2 separate regions of the Arachis hypogaea genome follow, and region 1 is linked to region 2. Evidence: chromatin contacts called from public Hi-C data. All regions are on one chromosome and are shown on one strand. Each heading gives the region's core, a stretch centred on a gene start, on an enhancer-like site or on the middle of the called end of the contact. The rest is flanking DNA. Distances are from core to core; before and after follow the strand shown. Region 1 holds the start of LOC112735620. Region 2 has its middle 11 kb from the start of LOC112736095.

Evidence for each region. Hi-C and Micro-C count contacts between places; a contact is called where the count stands out from the background.
Region 1: a Hi-C map of leaf shows a contact between it and region 2, with 1.6 times the contacts expected there. The contact joins the promoter of LOC112735620 here to the enhancer-like site in region 2. A contact is called at or near these places in 2 of 8 Hi-C or Micro-C datasets (both in leaf).

What each region holds. Positions count from the first base shown.
Region 1 is chr3:139,105,911-139,110,775 of arahy.Tifrunner.gnm2.J5K5, forward strand. LOC112735620 reads right to left here and starts at 2,470. Exons shown (of 2, transcript XM_025785146.1): 1 at 2,179-2,470; 2 at 1,754-1,902. The coding sequence starts at 2,470. The coding sequence ends at 1,754.
Region 2 is chr3:139,040,020-139,044,706 of arahy.Tifrunner.gnm2.J5K5, forward strand. It overlaps the pseudogene LOC112735619. Among protein-coding and RNA genes, the nearest start is that of LOC112736095, 11 kb to the right of the region's middle. Within about 2 kb of position 2,687, at least 2 of the 3 cell types and tissues checked have open chromatin away from gene starts, as enhancers often do.

The sequences.
Region 1 (4,865 bases), core at 1,220-3,719, 66 kb after region 2:
ACCCTCCGACAGATGTTATGGAGGAGCCGATCCAGGAGCAGGGGGTTGGTCTCGAAGCTGACCCCGATCTAACCATCGTGCCCAACCCAAAGAAGCAAAAAGGGCCTGCCGAAAAGACCTTAACCGTGATGGAGAGGAGCTTTGACGCTAGGCATTTCATCGATTCTCAGCTTCTTCCGAGAACCGACGACTTCTTCTAGGAGCAGGACCTCGCCGCTCAAGCGAAGTGGACTTATCGTAGCCTCCTCCGAGTTGCCGCTATCGCTCGGAAGGTAGAGCCTATTCTGGCTCAGCATCAGACTCTCAAGGGAAAGCTTCGCGCCTCTCAGAAGGATATTACTGAGTTGAAAACCCAGGAAGAGTCCCTGAAGACCCAGCTTGCTGAGAGGGAGAAGAAAGCGGAGGAGGACGCCTCCGAGATCAACAAGTTGGTTGAGCACGACCTCTCCCTCTCTAAGGAACTGAACACTGCCCGGGGTCAGGCTACTTCTGCGGAGGCCAAAGTTAAAAACTTGGAGAAAAAATTAAAAGGGTTGGAGGAGAAGCACAGCGAGATCGAGGGGTCGGCCCAGGTTGCACAGCAAGAGGTCGCTCTCTTGAAGAAGAAAAATAAAGACATTGTGGGAATCCCAAGAAGGTCGTCAAAGCTACCGAGGAAGGGATCAAGGCCCAAATTGCCATCTTGGCTCTCGACTTCGATACCTCATGGTTGGGGCTTTGAAGATGGTGCAGGACGGTAAGATTGTTGATATCCCTAAGAAGTCGGGAACCCCCCAATAATTTTAGTCTTTGTAATTTTAATGTTGTTTTTTACTTGTTAGTTTTGTCGGGCCGATGCGATGCCCTTTTTTTGCAATACTTTGACTTACCGCGCCGATGTGGTGCCTTTGTTTTGTAACATTCATTATAACTTGCTTTATATCATTCATAGGCCGATTTGTTATCTTTGGAAAATATTTGAAGCTAGTTCCTAGATTTATCGTTTGGCCGGTAGGCTGTAGATTTTGCTTATGGTATTTTTGCACCGATTATGGCTCCTGGGGTGATCAGCCCCAGTTAGCTGTGGGAAAGAAATAATAATATAACAACACTTAAAGTAAGCGAAATGACACAATGAAATGCAATATTTATGGAATTTATAATGAAACTAGTCAATAAGGTAACAATGGCGTAATGACAAGGTAACAAGCAATAGGGAAAACAAAGTAACAAGCAGTAGTGGACGAGAATAGGGTAACCTGTTAAGTCGCTAGGTCGCCTTTCAAGAGTAGAATCTTTTTAAGTTCACCACATTCCATGTCCTTGGTACCTCACTCCCATTCAAGCGTTCCAACTTGTACGCCCTCTTTCCGAGTACCTCTCTTACTCTGTACGGACCTTCCCAGGTAGCTACCAACTTTTCTTCTCCTGGGATCGATATCCCGATGTCGTTTCTCCATAGCACCAGGTCATCTGGCTCGAAACTCCTTTTTAGTACCTTGGTGTTGTACCTTAAATTTACCTTTTGCTTTAGCTCCATTTTTGTCAAATGTGCCGTTTCCCTTGTTTCGTCAATCAGGTCTTTCTCCATCGCTTCTTCAACACCTCCGAGAAGCAGCCTCGGGCTTGGTTCCCCGATTTCCACCAGGATTACCACGTCGACCCCGTAAGTAATCCAGAACGGTGTTTTCCCGGTAGAAGATTGTGGCGTTGTCCTATACGATCATAGGACTCAGGCTAACTCGTCTGCCTAGGAGCCCTTTTTTTGGCCTAGTCATTTCTTCAGGCTGTGAAGGATGACCTTGTTTGCAGCTTCCACCTGGCCATTGCTCCATGGGTGCTCGACTGATGAGAATTTCTGCTTGATTCCCATTCTTGAAAGGAACTCGCCAAACTTTTTATTCGCGAACTGCGTCCCATTGTCTGAAATGACAATCTCAGGGATTCCAAACCTAGAGACCACTTGCCTCCATATGAACTTCCGACAGTTTGCCGAAGTTATATCGTCCAACGGTTCTACCTCAATTCACTTTGTATAGTAATTGATGACCACAATGAGGTACTTAACCCGACCGAGACCCACTGAGAACGGGCCCAAGAGGTTGACTCTCGATTGAGTGAAAGGTCGGGCCGCCAGCATTGAGCTTAACTCCATTACTGGGGACTTATGAAAATTGGCGTTCTCTTGGCACTTCTTACACTTTCTCACGAATTCTTGTGCATAGGACATCATGGAAGACCAATAATATCCGGCTCTAACGAGTTTCCTGGCCAACGCCTTTCCCCCGATATGGTGGCCATAGCAACCTTCGCTCAAGACGTAGTCCGTTTGCTCGGGGCGCAAGCACTTCAACAGGGGTTGATCAAACCCTCGTTTATATAGCTGGCCCTGTATCGCTACATACTTGGCCACCTCCCGTCTGACCATTCTAGCACCTTTCTTGTCCTCAAGAAGCTCACCGTTTACTAAGAAACGGAGGATCGGATCCATCCACGAGGGAAGGTCCAGAGCTTGTGTTACGTAGAGAGTTACCGATGGCTCCTTTACTAGTCCTTGAATCAAATATCAGTTTTCCGTGCCTGGTTTTGTGCTTGCTAGTTTCAATAGGAGGTCAGCTCTCGCATTTCCAAGTACTTCTGGAGTAAGGAGTCCCTAGCTTAGTATGTCCCGTTGACCTGGGAGGCAACGATTTGGGAGTCACTGTTGACCTCGACTCGCGACGCTCCGACTTCGTTGGCTAGGAGCAAACCCCCTATCAAGACTTCATATTCCACTTAGTTGTTGGAGACTGGAAAGTCGAACTTGACTGATTGCTCATAAGTCATCCCAACCGAGCTTTCAAGGATTATCCCTGCCCCTCTGAACGCTTGGTTGGAAGCGTCGTCATATGAAACTTCCACCGTGTGTTCGTATTCCCGGGAGCACCACCAACTACCTCGACCAGGAAGTCTGCCATAATGTTCAGTTGCTCAGGTCCGGAATGAATCAGTGGGTCATCTCTGCGCGAACGTGTTTTCGTGTGCTCGCAGGAGGACGCCACAGAAGCTAACCTGCTCATCCGGCGAGTCCCTTCCTCCTCATGTGCTTCCTCTTCCTCAAGCTCGTCCTTCGGGCCCAACAGAAAATCCATTCATGCCAGGTATCCCCACAGACGGTGTCAATGTTCGGTTGCTCCGGTCCGGAACGGATCGGCGGGTTGCTGGAAGCTGGATCTGGATGGGCTTTGGGATTGAGGCAGATGAGGCTCCTTCGAGCTGGCGAGGTGTGTAATGGGGGAGGGGGGGAAGCCACCTGCAAAGACTCCAATGCTCAAATTAGTGTCCGTATAAAAAACAGTAAGGTTAGGATAGGTGACGTACCTCTAGGAAAGGGTAGAGTCCTCCCCCTATATATCCTGTGTCCGAGTGGGTCCCACATAAGCAGACCCTATTTTCTAAAAGCTTCCTTTCAGCTATTCAGGTGCTGTAGCTAGGTGGGTAAAAGGAAATTTACGGGTTGGAGGACCCGTCGGATCGGCAACTCAACACCCGCGTCCGACTCGCCAATAAGCTAGGCCGAAACACTAGCCATGATAATATACAAATTATATACACGAAAAATAATTAAAATTAAAAAATTAGATATTAATTAACTATTTAAAAAACAACTGTTCCTTGCACTCTTGCAGTATGGAAGAATAATTACCTTGAATTATTTGTTTAACCTCATGCTTGTACTTATCATTTATAATCATTTATATATGAGTCCATTTTAATGCACTTATAATATAAAATATTTTATAAAATTATTTAATTAGATAAAATAATTTTTTTAATAATATTAAAAAAATAATAATTTAAAAATATTTATTTATTTTAATATATATAATTTTATATATATAATATTTAAAATTATATATTTATTATATTTAATATTATATATTTATTTTAAAATAATTAACAAATATAAAATAAAATATTTTAAATTATTTTTTATTATTTTTTAAATATTTTTATTTTTTTTAATGCAACGATATATAATTAAATATATATATAAAAGAATTATTGTTTTTTTTAAATTGTAAAATTATATATATCAAAATGTCAAAACACCAACGAAGGGGGCCATCGTAGTGCCATTAACAAAATGAAGGGTTACCACCTGTTTCATTTTACGGATATGGAAATCTTTTGTTCCAATCAAATTAGCCCTGCAGATTTAATATAAAAAATGTGAATAAAGTTGATGGGGTGGAAGGAATGACAGATAGCTGCACGGTGGGCAAGGAACCGATCCGCCCCTGGTGCCTACTGGAAAGATTTAAATGTGTGTTTTGTACTTTTGTTGACAAAGCTCACACAAGCCGGCTAGGTTGAGAAGTTGGTATAAAGAGTGGTTAGAATGGTGAGCCGAGTCGAAATATTGTTGGACTGTAAAGTTAATTGAATGAGCTCACTGAACGGTCCGGAGTAACAATTTAATTATGTGTCAGGTATACAATTTTAATTTTTTTTAAATATCTATTTTGCCATTTTTGGCTATGTTTCTCTCCTGTCTCTCTTCTTTTTTTTTTTTTTTTATCAGAAATAGAGAAATTTAAAATACGAATAAATTATTCTATTTGAGTATTAACTTATTGACATATTTTTTCTCCATAATTTGGTATGATTTTTTTTTTAATTGACAGATGAGTATTGGGTAACATACAAGTCATTACAAAGCATAGAAAATACAAATTCATTTGTGTCACGTCTTGTTCATGAATAAGTTATTAACACATTCTCTGTTGGTTTGACTTTATCGGTTTATCCTTTACAATAATTAATTATAAAATTGAAATTACATATGGAAAAATAGATTGAGAGAGTAATGTCTATCTGGAATAATTATTTCTTTTTCGCACGCT
Region 2 (4,687 bases), core at 1,437-3,936:
GACTTTAATTGGACTAATGAATGTGAAGATGCTTTTGCTAACATAAAAAGCATTCTTTCAAAACCACCTATTTTACAAAAACTCCTTTAGGGGGAAGCACTTTATTTATATTTATCTGTCACTGACTAGACAATAAGTTCTGTTCTTGTTACAGAAAGGAACAAGCAGCAACAGCCAATTTACTTCATTAGCAAGTCCTTACAGAATGCTGAGCTCCGCTATCCAAAGATCAAAAAATTAGCCTTGGCTTTAGACTTCTCAGCTCGGTGTCTCTGACCTTATTTTCAGAGCCACATCGTCCACGTCCGAATTGATCAGCCCTTAAGACAAGTGCTACGAAAACCAGAACTGGCTGGCTGACTAATAAAATGGTCGGTAGAACTCTCCGAGTTTGATAGCAGATACCAAAGTCGAGGTCCAATAAAGTCTCAGTATATTGCCGATTTCATAGCCAAGTTCACTGTACCAAGCTCGGAGAACAACCCATCACAGTGGACTTTATATGTGGATGGGGCATCCAACCCCAAGACTATGGGGCCGGAGTCTTGCTTGAAGATGGAAATGGCATAGTGCTAACAGTCTCTACACTTCTCCTTCAAGGCGAGCAACAATCAAATAGAGTATGAAGCTCTAATTACAGGCCTAAGGCTTGCAGCCGAACTAAAAATTCCAGACTTAAAGGTATAATGCGACTCTTTGCTCGTTGTCCAACAGGTAAATGGTTTCTTTCAAGTGAAAGACCCTTTATTGGCAAAATATTTGGATATTGTCAAAAAGATTATTTCTAATTTTTTAAAATTTGAGATTCTTCGTATACCTCATGAGCACAACAACCGAGCTGATCTCTTATCTAAGCTCGCCAGCACACAAACACCGACTTCTACACTATATCAATCTGTGCTACACGAACTGAGCATAAAACTAACCAAAATTCTAAGTGTTACACAGGAAGAAGATTGGCGTACGCCGTATATAGAATACCTCAAGACTGGAGTTATTCCAGACAACACTGATAATATTCGGCAATTCCGTGGGCAAGCATCTTTCTTCACCATATATAATAATTCTATATATAGACAAGATTTTTCTTGTCCCTTTCTTTAGTGTCTTTCCAGGTCAGAGGTCGAGCTTGCACTTGCCGAAGCACATGAGGATATATGTGGCACTCACGTTGGAACTCGAAGCTTGTCATCAAAAGCTTAACCTGCTTCATTAAAAATATCCTCAGAATAAGCTTGGGAGCTATGATATGGCTGTTACAATCCAAGCGTCATAACTCGGCATCATGCGTTATAACTCGGTTTAATGAGCTATAACTCGTCCCTATAAAGGTATGACATCTCATTTTGAAAGAAACACATTGAGTTCATAATATTAACTTAAGTATCGGAGTGTCTTTTGCAGGTACACTCCCCCGGCCCCCCTTTGTTCTCTCCACAACATGGTACACTCTCAGACGAGGAGCTCGGACTTCCAAGCTTATAGTTCGGCATCAGCTACCAGGAACTGAGCTGTCCCAAGTTCATCCACACAAGAACAAGAATAATAAAACACAAACTGAAAAGATTAAAGAATAGAATAGTGTAACTCTTTAAAGGGTGTGTTACACATACTTTTTTTTTAAACTTAATTCGTCCCCATCAATTTATTATAGTATGTAAAATGGGTTATTAGTGAATTTTTTGCAAAATAGAATGAAAGACACTTACTTATTTCTCTACTTACATTGTTAAATCTTACATTAAATGATAATTTATAAAATAATATTCTTTATTCTTTCTTTTATACATAAAAAAAAGTATTGAGATTGATTGTACTAAAATAATAAAATAAAAAATATAATTTATAGGCATTGAATACATGCAACATGCAACTATGTACTTATGAATAAAAATGTTTATTTCAAAAGATATAACTATTCAATGAATTACAACCTTTTAATAAGTTATAACTATACTTTTGAGTAGTTACAACTTTATGAAAAGATGTAACTTTTCAAATATAACTTTTCATATATTTAAAAAAAAATTAACTAAGAGTGAAGTCAACTCTAGTTAATTAGTTAAAAAATAAGTCTGTTACCAAAAAAAAATTACTATCTTAATTTTTTCAAATTTTAAAATCAGAAGTAAAAAAGAGTTGGTGTAGTTAATTTATATTGTAATTGGTTCTTAAACTTTTTCTTTAATAATATATCTCAAAGATTTTTTGAAAGGAGAAAATGGAGGAAACAATAATATATAAAGGAACGAATAGTATAGTTATGATATATAAAATTTGCGGACATAGATATAATTGTCGACCGAAACTCTCAATGTTTCTGATATCAGACCAAGAATGTTTCTTTTGGTAGCATGAGACTAAGCAAACATACATGGCAAATATTTAACACCGCCAGTCCGCCACTGAGTTAGACATTTTATCGGGTAAATTTAAACACTAAACCATCTAATTAATATGTACCCATTTCTTTATTGGTTATTTTCAAAATACGTACGCCAAGGTTTCTTTAGTAGTTGCTATCGTGCTTATTCTTCTGTCTAATATACTAAGATTTTAATTAATTTGAGTTTTACGGAATCACTTTAAGGATAATTTATTTAATTGGTATAAGCAATGTACGTATATATGCATACTATTCAATTTAAAAGCATAAATAAATAGAGCAATAATGAGGTCTGGATTCTTTATTTATTCTACTATTGTGAGTGGTTTGAAAACGACAAAAGGGCAAAAGGCAATATTATGAACACACATCTACACACGGCCTTCTTGAACTTGAAATGTACTTAAAGATAGTTTAGCGGATATGCAGGATCTCCAAAAATCACCCTCCCACATTAAAGGCCCTTTGCGCTAGAAGAAAATAAAGAAGTTTAATTAGATCACATGGAAAAGCAAAGGATCACGTGTCCCAAAACCAAATTATTACCAAGTTGTACTAATGGTTTTCAATGGTACGTGACGGTTTACCCACCACGCATGCAACATCCATATATTGATCTTAAGTCACAGCTCCCGATGCGTTTTACCATCAAAAGTGTTCCCAGTACAAACTCCCTGATCCATTGTGCATGTGATAGAAGGATTTGAATTTTTTAAATTTTGAATTTTATTTTAAAGAGTAAAGTGTGATTTTTTATTATTTATTTTATAAGTGAGACAAAAAGAAAACACATAAGAGAGAAACTATTCAAGAGTAAGAGATTATACTTTATTCTTTAAAGTGAAAATTCAGAATTTAGAAGATCCAAATTTGTGATGATGGATTAGTTTTGTTTATTTTTTTCTTCGCAAGTTTACTCGTATTGGCGTACCACTGTATGTTAGTCATGATTCAAGTAAAGTTTCATAATAGTTCTTGAAATTTACAAAATTATTTAATTTGATTTTTGAAATTTTAATTTTACTATAGTGTTCTTTTAGATTGAACTTCGGACACCATGATGGTCCCTGATCTCATTTCCGGTGATGACTCAGCGACTCAGTACTAATGTCACTATCATATGTTAGGTTAGACCCACTTTGATCCCACACTCCTCCTTTTCTTCTCCTCCACCACCCTCCTCTCCTTTCCTTCGCCCACCGCTACGAGCGTGTTTCCGTCAAGTCCTTCTTTAACTTTGCCGACTCCATTGTCAAAGTCTCTGCCACCTCCTTCAGCTTTGTTATCCCAACTGACGCCGCCAACAATGGCATTCTCTCCGACAGATTTCCTAATGATGACGCCGCCTGACTCATCTCTAACCCAAACTACGGCTCAAATTAAAGTTCATGAACGCCCTAGACATGAAATCAAGGGAGATGTTCTTCTCAGAAATTGATTCCTTCCTTGATTTCAATTACTCCAACTCCTTCCAAAACAACAGTGCCAAAAACGACATCATTATTCCAATTCAATCCAAACTCGGTCCCATGATGAATCACCATGCCAAATGTAGTTGCTTGGACATCGATTTTTGTATATCAAAGCTTTCCTCCTTCAACTATGCATCACAGTCTATTAGCCAAAGCGTAAGTACTCAAATATAACAAGCTCATCGTAAAATTGTAGAGAAAAATTTGAATTTTGCTGGTTGCAATTTAAATTTTGTTATGCAGTAGGGGTGTTCATGAATCGGATCCGATCCGCATATCCGCGGTGTTTATTCGAATTCGATCCGAAAATTGTGGATATGGATCCGATCCGCAAGGCTTTCAGATCGAATCGAATTGGATCGGATTGCGAATTTTGTGTTGGTATCCGCATATCCGCGTGTCCGCAAAAATAAAGAAATAAATAAGTAAATATTCTTTTTATGTTTTATTTCAATTAATAATTATCATATATGTTGTATTATTTTAATTTATTATTTAAGAAAAATATGTTTAATATTATTTATTTTAAGAGTAATCATATTTAAAAGAATAGAAAAAATAAATTTTATTGATATTTTTTTAATAAAAATAAGCTTTCAAAAATATTTTTGTGTTTTGTAGATATATTCGATATCCAATCCGATCCGCAAATGAGCGGATCGGATCCAACCTTAAAAAATGCGGATATTGGATCCGATCCGATGATTTTAATGCGGATCGGATCAAAATTTTGGTCATATCAAATCCGATCTGATCCGCGTAAACCCCTATTATGCACAATAGATTTTTTTATCTTCATTTGATGTAAAAGTGGTGCCAGATGAGAACA